3 separate regions of the Sus scrofa genome follow, and all the other regions are linked to region 3. A link is a contact called in public Hi-C and HiChIP or PLAC-seq data. All regions are on one chromosome and are shown on one strand. Each heading gives the region's core, a stretch centred on a gene start, on an enhancer-like site or on the middle of the called end of the contact. The rest is flanking DNA. Distances are from core to core; before and after follow the strand shown.

Evidence for each region. Hi-C and Micro-C count contacts between places; a contact is called where the count stands out from the background. HiChIP or PLAC-seq counts read pairs in DNA pulled down with a chosen protein or histone mark.
Region 1: an H3K27ac HiChIP or PLAC-seq map of alveolar macrophages shows a contact between it and region 3. The contact joins the promoter of PTPN23 here to the promoter of KIF9 in region 3. A contact is called at or near these places in 1 of 5 promoter capture datasets (liver), 4 of 47 Hi-C or Micro-C datasets (embryonic fibroblasts, heart right ventricle, liver and 1 more) and 1 of 2 datasets of contacts at active chromatin or transcription factors (alveolar macrophages).
Region 2: a contact with region 3 is called in a Hi-C map of liver, with 5 times the contacts expected there. The contact joins the promoter of SETD2 here to the promoter of KIF9 in region 3. A contact is called at or near these places in 3 of 47 Hi-C or Micro-C datasets (fibroblasts, heart right ventricle and liver) and 2 of 2 datasets of contacts at active chromatin or transcription factors (alveolar macrophages and skeletal muscle).

What each region holds. Positions count from the first base shown.
Region 1 is chr13:30,189,082-30,193,764 of Sscrofa11.1, forward strand. It overlaps PTPN23 (tyrosine-protein phosphatase non-receptor type 23), which reads left to right and starts at 1,578. Exons shown (of 25, transcript XM_021068730.1): 1 at 1,578-1,853. The coding sequence starts at 1,770.
Region 2 is chr13:29,993,844-29,998,315 of Sscrofa11.1, forward strand. SETD2 (histone-lysine N-methyltransferase SETD2) reads right to left here and starts at 2,442. Exons shown (of 22, transcript XM_021068704.1): 1 at 2,189-2,442. The coding sequence starts at 2,259. It overlaps LOC110256227 (a long non-coding RNA gene), which reads left to right and starts at 2,189. Exons shown (of 2, transcript XR_002337517.1): 1 at 2,189-2,915; 2 at 3,934-4,472.
Region 3 is chr13:30,059,712-30,064,239 of Sscrofa11.1, forward strand. It overlaps KIF9 (kinesin-like protein KIF9), which reads right to left and starts at 3,160. Exons shown (of 21, transcript XM_021068719.1): 1 at 3,025-3,160; 2 at 1,783-2,025. KLHL18 (kelch-like protein 18) reads left to right here and starts at 3,373. Exons shown (of 11, transcript XM_021068725.1): 1 at 3,373-3,626. The coding sequence starts at 3,498.

The DNA of each region.
Region 1 (4,683 bases), core at 328-2,827, 130 kb after region 3:
AGAATGCCAGATCCTTAACCCACTGAGTGAGGCCAGGGATCAAACTGTCAACCTCATGGTTCCTAATCGGATTTGTTTCCACTGTGCAATGAAGGGAACTCCAGAGATGGAGTCTTTAAAGAGTTAACTAAGAGTTCCCGCTCTGGCATAAAAGGTTAAGGATCCAGCTTTGCTGCAGGTGTGGCAGAGGTCGAAGCTGCAGCTCATATTCCACTCCTGGCCCATGAATTTCCATATGCTGCAGGTGCAGCTGAAAAACACAAAAACAAAAAGAATTAAGTTAACAGGAGGTTATGAGGCCTTAATCCCATATGACTGGTGTCCTTGTAAGAGGAGATTAGGGAGTTCCCGTTGTGGCTCAGTGGTTAACCAATCCGACTAAGAACCATGAGGTTGTGGGTTCAATCCCCGGCCTTGCTCAGTGGGTTGAGGATCCGGCGTTGCCCTGAGCTGTGGTGTAGCTCGCAGACGCGGCTCAGATCCAGTGTTGCTGTGGCTCTGGCGTAGGCCAGCAACTACAGCTCCAACTGGACCCCTAGCCTGGGAACCTCCATATGCCGCAGGAGTGGCCCTAGGCAAGGCAAAAAGACTTAAAGAAAAAAAAAAAAAGGAGATTAGAACATAGACTATGAGAAGACACGGGTAGAAGACATCCATCTACAAACCAAGGAGCAAGGCCTCAGAAGAAACCAACATTGCTGATACCTTGATTTCAGACTTGTGGTCTTATCATCATTTCTCCCACCTATGAGAAGGTGACTCCAAGATAGTCCTCCAGAAACAACTTTTAAGATGCTGGTAAATTTTTCTTTTTCCTTAAAAAAATTTTTATCTTCATGGCCTTGAATTTTCTTTTCTTTTCTTTCTGTTTTTTTTTTTTTTTTTTTTTTTTTTTTTTTTTTGTCTTTTTGCCATTTCTTGGGCAGCTCCTGCGGCATATTGAGGTTCCCGGGCTAGGGGTCGAATCGGAGCTGTAGCTGCCAGCCTATGCTAGAGCCACAGCAAAGGAGGATCCGAGCCGCGTCTGTGACCTACACCACAGCTCACGGCAACGCCGGAACCTTGACCCACTGAGCAAGGGCAGGGGTCGAACCCACAACCTCATGGTTCCTAGTCGGATTCGTTAACCACTGCGCCACGACAGGAACTCCTCTTTTCTTTCTTTCTTCTTCATTTTTTTAAATTTTGGTAAGATGTACCTATCGTAAAGTCTGTCATTTTAACCTTTTTTTTTTTTTTTTTTTTTCTTTTTCGGCCGTACCTGCAGCAGGCAGTTCCCAGGCAGGGGATCAAATCCTAGCTGCACCTGCCACCTACGCAGGGCAGTGCTGGATCCGGACCCTGCGCCGCAGATGGAACTCCTACAGGACTGTTTTTTAATGTCCTTCCCCTGAGTAGAGAACGCTAAGGGCTGTAGCCAGACCTGGCAGGTTTACTTTGCTCTGGAGAAGTAAACCAGTAGGCGCCCTGCCTGGAAGATCAGTGCAGAAAGACTACTACTCCCAGAAACGCTTTCGCCGCTGGCTGGAGATTTTGCCCTCTACGCCCTAGTCTCACGCGGAGGAGATTGAGCATGCGCAACGGAAACTGATCCTGGACGCAAGGCTGCGCGGACGGGGACTGCATCTCCCAGCAGGCCCTGGGGGCTTTTTTTTCATCCCCGCGTGACAAGCGACTTCCGGCGTGGAGGGGCGGTGCGGTGCGCGCGGTTGAGCCCCTGCTGTTAAAGCTAGGGAAGCTGCTGGGTGGCAGGGGGAGCGCCAGCCGCCATGGAGGCCGTTCCCCGCATGCCCATGATCTGGCTGGACCTGAAAGAGGCCGGTGACTTCCACTTTCAGTCAGCCGTGAAGAAGGTGAGTGCGCCTCCCACCCCCCACCCCCCACTTTTCCGGGGTATCTCCGTCGTCCGCCAGCGCGTGACGCCCCCTGCGCGTCCATTCTCTCCCAGGCCCTGTCGCAGGGTCGGGTGAGGCAGGAACGGCCTCCGCTGACTTTCCTTAGCCTGGTCCACCCACGCGAGACCGCAGACCATTTTCTCTTCTCGCCCGCCCGGGGCTAGCTCCCGCTGTCTGGTTGGAACCAGCTTTTCCACTTCTGGCCCAGGGCTATCCACGGTTCCCACCAAGGCACCTCACTTCCTCTGTGTGACGCTCTGGATCTAGTTCTGCCCGCCCCCTTTTCACGCCAGGACTGTCCCACGGAGATCAGTGGGCGTCCCCCTGTGACCGTCTGGGTGGAATGGTTGTGCCCGGCGCTCGGTGCGCAATCAGTCCACGACCCGACTAGGATGAGGATGACCCACTGGAATGCTTGATCTGCGATTGGAGTTTCTCTGACATTTGATGCAATTCTCTTCTGATCTCAGAAGAACTCTAATCTGGATCCCATTTGGACCAAAAGATGCAGTTCCATGTCATCTGGGGGAGGGTTGCTGCTTTTCACGACTGCTCAGAGAGGATAAACAGTGTTGAAGCTCCTGGAGAGACCTTCGCAGTCGTTTGTTGAATCTTCATTTGGAGGGAGGAATCAGGCAGGTTTAGCCTTAATGGAGGGAAGGGAACGCTATGGCGAGATCATGTATGGCCGGTACAAAATGGGGCCAGGTTTGTCGACTGGGAATCAGGTGCTGTCTGAGGCATGTATCTACTGCCTTGGGAAGGACCACTGGTAGCATTGAGAGTAAGAGGGGAAGTGAAAAGTAAAACCAGGAGGCCCTTGGAGTTTGACATCCTTGTGGTTTTAGCACAGCGTCTGCCAAAAGCTAGATGGTGCACCACTCAGGTGCTTGAGAAAAGAAATAGAAGAAAGAAAATTGGTTAAAAAGTAGTTTCCCAAGAAGCTCTCTCTTTCTCTCTTTACACCCCTGCCTTAGTTCAGATACTAACAGTTTGTATTCCTTTGGGTCTATAATTTAATGTCTTTGGGCATCTTTTCCCTCAGTTGTAAGACCAGGAAGTTAGATTAGTTGATCTAAAATTCCAGAATCTTGTTAGCTCTGTCCAAAACTTGGGTCTTTTCTCCATCTGGTCCTTCCTTTTTTTCTTTTTTTGGCTGCCCTGCAGCATTTGGAGTTCCCAGGCCAGGGATCAGATCTGAGCCACGGTTTTGACCAGTGCCATAGCTGTGGCAACGCTGGATCCTTAACCCATTGTGCCAGGTGGGGGATTGAACCTGAGTCCCACTGCTCCAGAGATGCTGTGGATATTGTTACACCACAGCAGAGAGCTCCTCCCTCTGCTCTTTTATACAAGTACAATTGGATGAATTTCTGTAAAAGACAACAAAACTCCTTTGTTTCGTAGTTCATCCGTAACCCATTTAGAGTTCTCTCTGACCTACCCCAGTTCTTTCAGCATTTCTTCAGGGCCCAGTATGTGCTTCTGTGTTCTTCTAATACAAGTATCCCAGATTCTTTTCATAGCCACTTTTGTTCCCTTAATATTCTCTGTATGTTTGGTCTTCTATGCATTTGGTTGTGAAATTCCATCCGGACCAGCTCTCATCTTTGCCCTGTAGGGTGGGGCTGGGGCTTGTTTTTAATGTCTGTTTATTGGTTCTGTTTGTCTTTCAAGGTCCTGTTTAAGCTCTGTCTCATCCATAAGCCTTCTTTCGTCTGGATTAATCTTTCCCTTCTCTGAATCTCTAACTCTTTTTTTTTTTATCTTTTTCTTGGTGACAGTTATGTGCGCCGTTTACCCTCCCCCCCCCCCACACTGAATGGTAAATTTCCTGAGAGACATCTCCATGCAACTCATAATCTAGCAGGGGCCATTCTACATAGTTGGCATGCAGGAAAATGTTTCTCAATTGACCGAATGACAGTTGAGAGGAAATTAAGAGATAGTGGCATAAATTTATGGAAATTCAGTGGATAAAATCTTAGCTCAGGAACTCCTTGGAAATCTTTTTGTTTGAGTTTAGCCTCTGATGCTCTTTTCACTCACAGCTAGCCCTCAAGGTACTACGTGAGCAGTGATTTCCCTGGAAGCCCTGGGCCTCCATGACAGGAGTTGCTCTTGAGCCATTTACTAAGGTGTTATCAGATGCTGATGAAAAAATTCATTTCTTAGACATCAGCTCTTTGATTCCTTATTTTGAGGAAAGGGAAAGGTCCCACTATTTATTTGATAGGTTAAGATTGTGGCATGTATTTACATAAACCCACTGAAAAGGAATAGCAGTCTATGGTGGGTGGGCTGAGCTCTAGAATGGCCAGCTCCCTCAGGTGCTAGAGTGCAGAGTAGACTGCAGTAGCCACTGCACCTGGGAAATCTTCCTGACCTGGCTTCTCTCCCCAACCCTAGAGCCCACACTGTGCCTTCTGCCATGGGTAACCTTTTTCATTTCTGAATTGAGCTTCAGGAACCTTCACCAATGATTTGGAGCTTGAAGGGTAGAATTTAATTTAGGATAGTAGGGTGAAAATTGGCTCTGTTGAGGTTGACGTGTTGAGTACCATGCTGAGCCCTGAAATAATAAGAGACAGTCCTTCTTTTCATGGAATTCCTAGTCTGGTAGAGGAAGTTTAAAAATCCTATTGTGACATCAGTGGATGAGTAGAAGTATATGCAGTGTAGAGAAGTACCAGCCTAAGGAGGGGCCATTAGGAAAAACTTACCAAGGAGCTGGGTTTTGAGGAACAAGTAGGTGTTTTCAAGGAAGGTAAAGCATTTCTTTGTGACA
Region 2 (4,472 bases), core at 1,192-3,691, 67 kb before region 3:
ACTGTTCATGATGCCTACCAAGACCACTTCCACTTTCTACAGTATTATGACAAAAAACGTCTTCTTTACATACTCCATGTGGGTTCACACACAAAAAAATTTTGTCTTTTTTTTTTTTTTTTTTTTTGGTCTTTTTAGGGCTACACCCAAGGCATATGGAGGTTCCAGGCTAGGGGTCCAAATGGAGCTGTAGCCACCAGACTACAGCCACAGCCACAGCAATGCCGGATCCGAGCCACGTCTGGGACCTACACAATTCATGGCAATGCCGGATCCTTAACCCACTGAGCGATGCCAGGGATCGAACCCGCATCCTCATGGATGCTAGTCAAGTTTTTTAACCACTGAGCCATAACAGGAACGCCCATAAAACATTCTTCATTCCTCCCCACACTCTGGTCCACTGAAGATGTACTTCTGAGTCCACTTTCCCACACAGTATGAAAAATTATGTTTTCCCTCAAGAAGTTTAAGCATGTGGTCCTTAAAGCTTCTGGACTTCAACAAATAACCTGGAAAAAGGAACTGAAAGCAGGCACTTAGCGCCTTCAGGGGCTAGAGTGTTATTTTGCACAGGATAAATGCTCAATGAGCATTTATTGGATCATTACACAGAATTTTTTTTTTTTGAGGTTTTCCAGTTCTCGAACCAAAAACTATATACATGAGCTTTGTAACTGAACTGATGATTGCACAGTAAATCCAAACAATCTATTTAAGGTAAGGTTAGACTATAGGCAAGAACTCATGAAAGGATATAACATGTTGAGACAATTTACTATTGCAAATAAGAGCTGGGTTTTGTTTTAGAAAGGCAGAATCATTATTCCTCTTTTTGTTCAGGTATAACCACCTACACCCCAACAGAATCCTTCTGAGTGGAAAAGTGAACCTAAGAACTATCAAGTAAGACCCAGACATTTCTGGACCAAGATGAAAAGATTTGGCAAAGGGTTCCAAAAAAGAGCCATAGCAGAACTAAGGCAAAATGTGTCAAAAGAGCAAATCTCTTGGAATCATTCTGGTCTTAGAAGTGACAGCCGCATCTGAAAACCCTATCAACAGCTAAGTTTGAAATGAGTTGTATATTCTTAGGTCCAGACTTCAACCAACACCAGCAAATGGAGGTTAAGTATAGCTTTTTAAAACGATAGTTTTGTGAGGACGTTGAGAAACAAGTGAATCCAGGATCAGAAGGAGTGGAAGCTCTCTTGAGATAACAGATACAGTAGCAGAGCCTTCAACAGAAATGTAAAAATGTCCTAGGTTGAAAATAGACTATTGGGCAAAACGATTTTTCGGTCTTCTGGAACACTGCTTAGAAAACCCTCAAATGATTCCTGGTTTTTACCAAATTATTCACAAGGCGTAGAAAGTCATCCATTTAGAGTAAGAGGTTTCTGCTACCAAGGAAGTAAAGTGTCCGAAAGTGTGCAAATCTCATAATCTAGTAGAGAATGTATGCCCCTCCAGAGGCTTTCATTTTCGAGCGGAAAAACAAACCCAGTGTCACCTCAACAGCGGGGCCACTCAAACCTCGCCATTACAAAATCAAAGTGCCAAAGGTGCAGAATATGAAGCCGGGAGCACCACCAGGCCTGGAACGAGTTCCAAGAGGGAAAAAAAAAAATCAAAACCGAGAGCGCAGCGCGAGTCCCTCGGCCGCCCTGGGCCAGGCGACGCGCGCTAGGCCCTTCCGGTCAGAGCCGCCGTCGCCGGGAGGCCAGGCGACGGGCCAGGCTTCCACCCGAGCCCGGGGATTCGCGGCCTACCCTCGCCAGTGCCCTCTCGCCGAGTCTGGCACCGGCTGCTCCGCGGACTCGGCTCCTTGCTCTACAACGCGGCCCCAACGCACCGCGAGGAGCCGAAGGAGACCGCCAAGGCTTGGGCCAGCCGGGTCGGTACAGACGCGGCGGCAGCTGAGGCCGCGCCGCCCCTCCCCCACCGGCCCGGCCCGGCCCAACTGCCGCTGCGACGCGAGCAGCGGCGCCAACGCCGGGCCCAACCGCCAACCCGCGGCGGCCCGGACGAGGGGACTGTGGCTGCGGCGCGGGCCTGCTCCCCACGCCGCCCGCGCGAGTCCACCGCGCACCCGTTACTCTCTGCGCCAACAGCCGTCAGGACGCGCCGCCCCCCGCTCGGGTAAAGGCGGCAGAGGGCAGGAGGAGGCCACGGAGCTGATACTTACTCAGGGGTCGGGTGCTCGGGGTCGTAGAAATCCCCCATCTTCGGAGGCGGCTGCGGCGGCAGCTGCTTCATCAGGAGCTACTGGAGGCGGCGACGCGAGCCCCCTCCCCGCGGCAGGGCGACGCGAGGGAGGGGAGGGGAGGAGGCCGCAGGTCCGACCGCGGCGGCGGCGGCAGGGGCGGCCCGCGTCGCTTGCTCGCTTGCTCCCTCCCTCCCTCCGGCGCCCGCCCGCCGCTTTCTCCCCCACACTCTCACACCGTGAGCGACGCGTACCCCGCCCGCCCCTCAGCCGCACAGGCCCGGCCCCTTAAAGAGACACGCACTCGCCGCGCTTCCGCCGCCAGTCGTCGCGCTGGCAGCTGTGGGTTGACCTCAGATCGGGACGGGAGGGGCGGGAAGGGTGGGAGAGGCTGGGCGCAGCCTGAAGACCCAGCCCGACTTTGCCTACGACTTCCCGGAACAATAAGCCTCAGGCCCTAGAACTGTTGGCCCGCCCCGGACAGAGAGCCGCAGCGTCGCGACCCCTCCCTCGGGCCCGCTGAGGCGGCAGGGTGCTGAGGCGTGACCCGGTGCGTCCCGGGGTTGTCTACGCGCGACGTCGGAGGAACATCCCGAGCCCCGCGGGACACCAACCTTCCTGCCCCACCGCCCTTGAAAACCAGCCCTTCGGGAGCGCCAGAGTCCGCAGCGGCGCCGAGGGCCCCTCCCCCAGGCCTGCGGGCTCTGAGGTAAGGCGGTCGCCGCTTCTCCTGAGCCTCTGGCCCCTCTCTCCTGTATTTCTGTTTCTCCTCCTCCTTGCCTCTTCATCTCACCCCTCAGCCAGTATGGAAACGGTGCTGTGCCGGTGATTCGCCCTTAAAAGCCGAGCCCTGGGGACGCCCCTTCCGCCAGTCCGCCAGCTCTGGGCAGGCTGGGCCCCCACCGCCCATCTCCCGGCAATGTCCAGTCAGCTACCCCCTCACCTGAAGCTGTATTCTGCCCCCGCCTCAACATTGGAGCAGCGCTTCTGCGTGGTTCTTAAGACCTTAGAGGAAATGTCCTTTAAGAAAAGACTATTAATCACATTCTTGCAAAAATGACGCGGTGAGACTAAGTATTTTTGGAAGCAGAGAGAAGAATGCATAAAGCCATTAGCTAAACTCTCAGGACGTTGAAGAGTTTATGGCAATTGATCATTTCGAAATTGGGAGTTCATCAATTTTTTTGTAGTTTTTTTTTTCCCCACTGTAATTTTGAATCGGATTTTACCAGCAAACAATTGGATCGAGTGTTATGGACGGAATGTGTATTCCACCCCACAAATTCATTTATGAAATTCTGTCCCCCAAGATAATGGTATTAGAAGGTGGGGCATTTGGGAGTTGAGTACTTCATGAGAGTGGCGCCTTCGAGTGAATGGAATTAGTGCCCTTATGAAAGCCCATTGAGCAGTCTGAAGCCCAAAAGAAGGCCCTTACCAGAACTCAGCCATGTTGGCACCCTGATCTCTGACCGTCAGCCTCCAGAACTGTGAGAAATAAATTTCTCTTGTTTGTAGACCCAATCTATGGTATTACGTTTTAACAGCCTGAAAGTATATGACACTAGACGTCCTTTACTGGCTCTTTTTTACATTCTATGTGTATAGGTGTGTGTGTGTATACACACACACACACATATATATATATGCTGTCAGAGTCTATTAGTACTTTGTCATCATTGTTTCTCACTTGGGAATTAATTGGGCTTTTTTTTTCTGGTTTTTAGGCATGGCATCCAGGTCCAGAGCCCATCTGATTCCCTTGGTTCAAGTCTCCCATGGCTACTTCTTTATGAACCATGAATATTACCTAATTTCTCTGCTTTTTCTCACTGTAAGATGAGAAAATTATTGTGGACACGACCTCACTATTGTGAGGATCCAATGAGATAATATTTGTAAAGCTTTAAATATTCAATAAATGTCAGAACTTATTCAGCCATTATAGTACAGGGATTAAGAGCTGGTTCTACCTGGCATTGTATGCCAGCCCTGCCACTTTCTAGCTATGTGACATTAGGCATGGTTACTTTTCCAGTGCTTCATCAATAAAAAGAGATATTTTCCACTGCACAACACTGCACAGAGTGTTGTGATTATTAAACTAAAATGTATGAAACAGGAATTCCCATTGTGGCTCAGCAGGTTAAGAACCCAACTAGTATTCATGAGGATGCAGGTTCAATCCTTGGCCTTGCTTAGTGGATTAAGGATCTGGTGTTGTCACAGCTGCAGCTTGGGTTGCAGCTGTGATTTGGATCAGATC
Region 3 (4,528 bases), core at 1,910-4,409:
TATTGAGCAAAAAATAACTTGCTTACACAATTGCAATGCATGCTTACAAATGAACTGATGAGCTGTTCAATATTTTTAAAAAGGTAATTTTCAAGAACTTGACTGTTAAAAAAAAAGTCCTGTTCAACAGAGATTTCTTCTTTTAACTAGAATTATTTTACTTTTAAAAAAGCATATATTAGGGGAGTTCCCATTGTGGCTCAGAAGGTTAAGAATCCAACTAGTATCCATGAGGACGCAGGCTGGATCCTTGGCCTTGCTCAGTGGGTTAAGGATCTGGTGTTGCCATGAGCTTTGGTATAGGTTGCCACTACAGAGTAGATCTTGGAAACTTCACATGCTGTGTGTGGTGGCCAAAGGGTGGGGGGAGCATATATTAAATAAAGACTATTAACATTTTATATGTATTATCTGAGAGAGGTTAAGTGAGTGTTACCTGATAGAAACGATTCCAGATTTTTTTTTTTTTTTGTCTTTTTGTCTTTTTTTTGTTGTTGTTGTTGTTGTTGTTGCTATTTCTTGGGCCGCTCCCGCGGCATATGGAGGTTCCCAGGCTAGGGGTCGAATCGGAGCTGTAGCCACCAGCCTGCGCCAGAGCCACAGCAACGCGGGATCCGAGCCGCGTCTGCAACCTACACCACAGCTCACGGCAACGCCGGATCCTTAACCCACTGAGCAAGGTCAGGGACTGAACCCGCAACCTTGTGGTTCCTAGTCGGATTCGTTAACCACTGCGCCACGATGGGAACTCCCGATTCCAGATTTTTAAAGTATTAATATCCCTTCACATTTCAGACACAACACAGTCAAATGTGGTGAACACTTGATTTCCTCTTACCATTATCTTAACTATATCAAGTGGCATTAAATATCTCTACAGAAGCAAGTTAAATAGGTCCTGCCCTTTCAGTTTACAGTTTTAATGAAGCAGACAAAATAAAAAATTCTAACCCTATTACAAACCCTTCAACTGTCACTTCAAATAAGCAAACGTTATTTTCACATTTGCCTACTGTAGAGCATGTGTCACTTCCAACATTCCTCAACTAATTACTTCATGGAAGTCTTTTCCTGGTCACTGTGAGATCTTTCAGATCTTTTAATTCTTAGAAAATGAATCTAAAAGGTACCTAAGGATAACAGCTTGTCCAATTTCAGTTCCAAAATCTTCGTTTGCAAAATTGAGCTCTTGAAATGAAAAGCCACAAATAGCTCTAACATGACTCCCAAATTGAGGAAACTAAAGAGAATATCTCATTTCCAAGTTCACTTTGATCTAGGCTATTGGGAAGTGGAGAGTGGAGGGAGGTGTGTTGACTCAAGCAAACAATGACCTTCGAAATCTAAAGCTCTGGGAAGCATTCTCCATACCCGTCTGGAGAACCATCCTCCAGCCCAAGGAAGTTAAGATACTGTCCAAGGTGCCCTCTGCAAGGGACCATGAAGAAACAGGACAGCTCTGGGGGCAGATGCCCAAGCCCCCCTCCTGGAAACCACTCCCCAATGACAGCCCAAGGGCAGCATGAAGCCACCTCCAAGCATTTCCCTCCCCTCAGAGCCTGCCCCTTTTCTGCCCAGCAGTTTGCCCACATGCACATGCAGTCATCATATCTATGCTTCCCAAGGCACTTCCCATGCTTACACCCATGGCTCCAGGCACACCAGGACCCATATCCACTTGAGACCAGCTTTCTCTATTAACTGGCTCCTTCCTGTGAGTCTGCTATCTAGCAGCCCCTCAACACCCAGACATTTGAGGACCCCATGCCATTGTGCACTTACTGAAATAATGCTTGTTACCGTTCTTACGCCGCATCATTTGAGTGGGTTTCAGCTCCCAGATTAAATTACAAGCTGCTTGAGGGACAGGACTGTGCCTTCTATCTCTTTTGAATCCCCCCTCAAAGTTCAGAACAGTGCTCAGCACAGAGCAGGTGCTTAAGAAATGGTGATTGGTGGTGATGGTCATGGCTGGAAGTCAGAGGATGGCTGAATTTCCATATGTGGGTCCATCTTCGGTCACTACTGAGAGAGTCCCAAAGAGCAAATAATGTCACTCCTTTCCCATACTGCCTCCACCCCTAACATCACAACACTTCCAGGCAGACAATGGGTTTCCAGGCACCACCTGCAAGAAGCCAACTCCAGCCCCTCAACACTTTTCCCTTTTAGTAGGGTCATTCTCCCCCAGGACCTTGTAGGAAATGCTTCTTCCTCAAGGACACCACATTTAGTTATTTCTGGTGTAAATAAGTGAACCTATGGAGGTCCTGCTGTGGCACAGTAGCTTAAGAATTCGACTGCAGTAGCTCAGGTCCCTGCTAAAGTGCGGGTTTGATACCCAGTCTGGGGCAGTGGGTTAAAGGATCTGCAGGTCGAAGCTGTGACTTAGATTCAAACCCTGGCCCAGGAATTTCCGAATGCCATGGGTGCGGCCATTAAAAAAAAAAAAAGTGAACCTCTGAGCGGCCATCAGAACTCTCAGAGCCACTAGAGAGGCAGCAGCATCAGAGCCTCCCAGAGCCCAAACGCACCTAGCCTTGGACTAAACAAAAGACTGGAACTCAAGTAGAACTAGCCTTTCTCCTTTTCCTGACCCAACATGCTGGACCCTTGTGTGGCATTCGGCAGTGGGTTTGGAGACCATCTCTATCCCTCTCTGGAGAGGTTTCTACATCTGTAAAGCGAACAGCTGGGACTGGCAATCCCAAAGCCCACTCCAACTAGAAATTCTACGAACACATAAGGGTCCAGAAGACTAGAGGTCTCTAAACCTCAGACGCGACGCAGGGCCCTCGTGGGGCCAGGGAACGTTAGATTCGAACACCCTTAGCGGCAGCCAGGCTAAAAGGGTCCCCGCGACGCTTCGCCCTCCTCCGCCCAGGTTTCACAGGTTACTGAGCCAAAGTGGAGAATTCCCAGGTGGAGCGCTGTTCAAATTCCAGCGACTGCCCGCCGCCAGAGCCAACACCTGCTTTCCGGCTTCCCTCCTCCCAACCCCGGCGAAGCATGATGCCTGATTACCTCTTCGGCGGTAGGAGCCCTCCCACAGCACGACCGCAGCAGGAGCAGCGAAGGAATCCCGGCTTGAGCCTCTGCCAGGCTGTGTACACAGTCGCCATGGCAACCTGCCGCTTCCGGCGATTCAGGAAGCACGGGGTAGTGGCGGAAATGAAGTTCTCTGTCCTCTGTTGAGATATGAGTAAGGTCAGGGCTGAGTAAGAAGGACGGGAGATGGGACGGATTAATCAAGAAAGACTGCGGCAGCTGCAGGCGCGAAGCGAGGGTCGCGGTAACGAGGAAACAAAGGATGCGCAAGAACTAGGAAGCGGGGCGGTTGGGCTTCCGGCACAAAGTAGTCTGAGACTACGGCGGCCGCGCAGGCCCTTCCTACTCCAGCCCGGAGCTCCGAGCTGCCGGCCGCACGCTCTCTCGCCCCGCCCTGCTTAGTTTCGGGGCGGCAGGCTGGGCCTGCGCAGTCGCGGCGGCAGAGGAAGATGGTGGAGGACGGCGCTGAGGAGCTGGAGGACCTGGTGCACTTCTCTGTGTCCGAGTTGCCTAGTCGCGGCTACGGCGTCATGGAGGAGATTCGACGGCAGGGCAAGCTGTGCGACGTGACGCTCAAGGTACCAGGGCCAGGCGGTTCGACAGTCGGGGCCAAGGGACCAAATGGGGAGGGAAGAGAGGCGAGGAATAGGGGAGGAGAGGTCTAGCACGCTGAGGGGTGGGGAAAGGAGGTTGGAGGGAGAGCGAGTAGGGGAGAGAGAATTGCCGAATTCTAGAGGGGGACTGGGGCTAAGCGGGGCGACGGACAGGGACGCCTCTTACTCCTTAGAAGGAAAGGGCTCGAGAGGTGCGTCGCTGAGGCCCTCGGAGTGAAGACATTGGGGTGCCGCCTCCCTTTTCTGTCACACAGACCAAGGGAAAATGGATTTGCAGCTCCTCTATGGAGGAGGGGGCCGTGGCCGTCTCTACATTCTAGTAGGCATCACGGGAGCACTTTTCTTACCACCATAGACGTTTCTTGGTGCCCCCTCGAAGTTAGCTGCGCTGTCGTAGATGTGTAGGCTTTTTCATAGGAGTCATTGCTTGCCCTTGATTGTTAGGTGACTACCTTGTCTCTTAAAAGCTTTTAAAATCGGATCTGGGAATCTTTTGAGGTGGGCAGCTACTCTGTTCCGCACTAAAAGGCACACTACCACCACCACCACCACGAAGGTCTCAGAATGAACTGATGGGCTTCATGGGGACGGGGATCTCTTAATCACCTGTTCCCTATTGGCACTCTGTGCCCAAGATCCAGCCTTCCTCCTGTGCCTTGCATCCATTCTTGCTGGAGATGCTTGCTGTGCTGCTCCTTGGCCAAGCTGCTGAGCCCTGAGGAGCCCTCCAGGTGGAGAGATTCTGCTGCAGGTGATGTTCCCTTTTGAGCTTTGGCTAGAAGGCTGTCAGCATCTGCGAAGACCCTGTTTAAAAAACAAAGTTATTCAGAGATCTTTTTTCTTCTTATTGTCTACAAAGTTAAGGA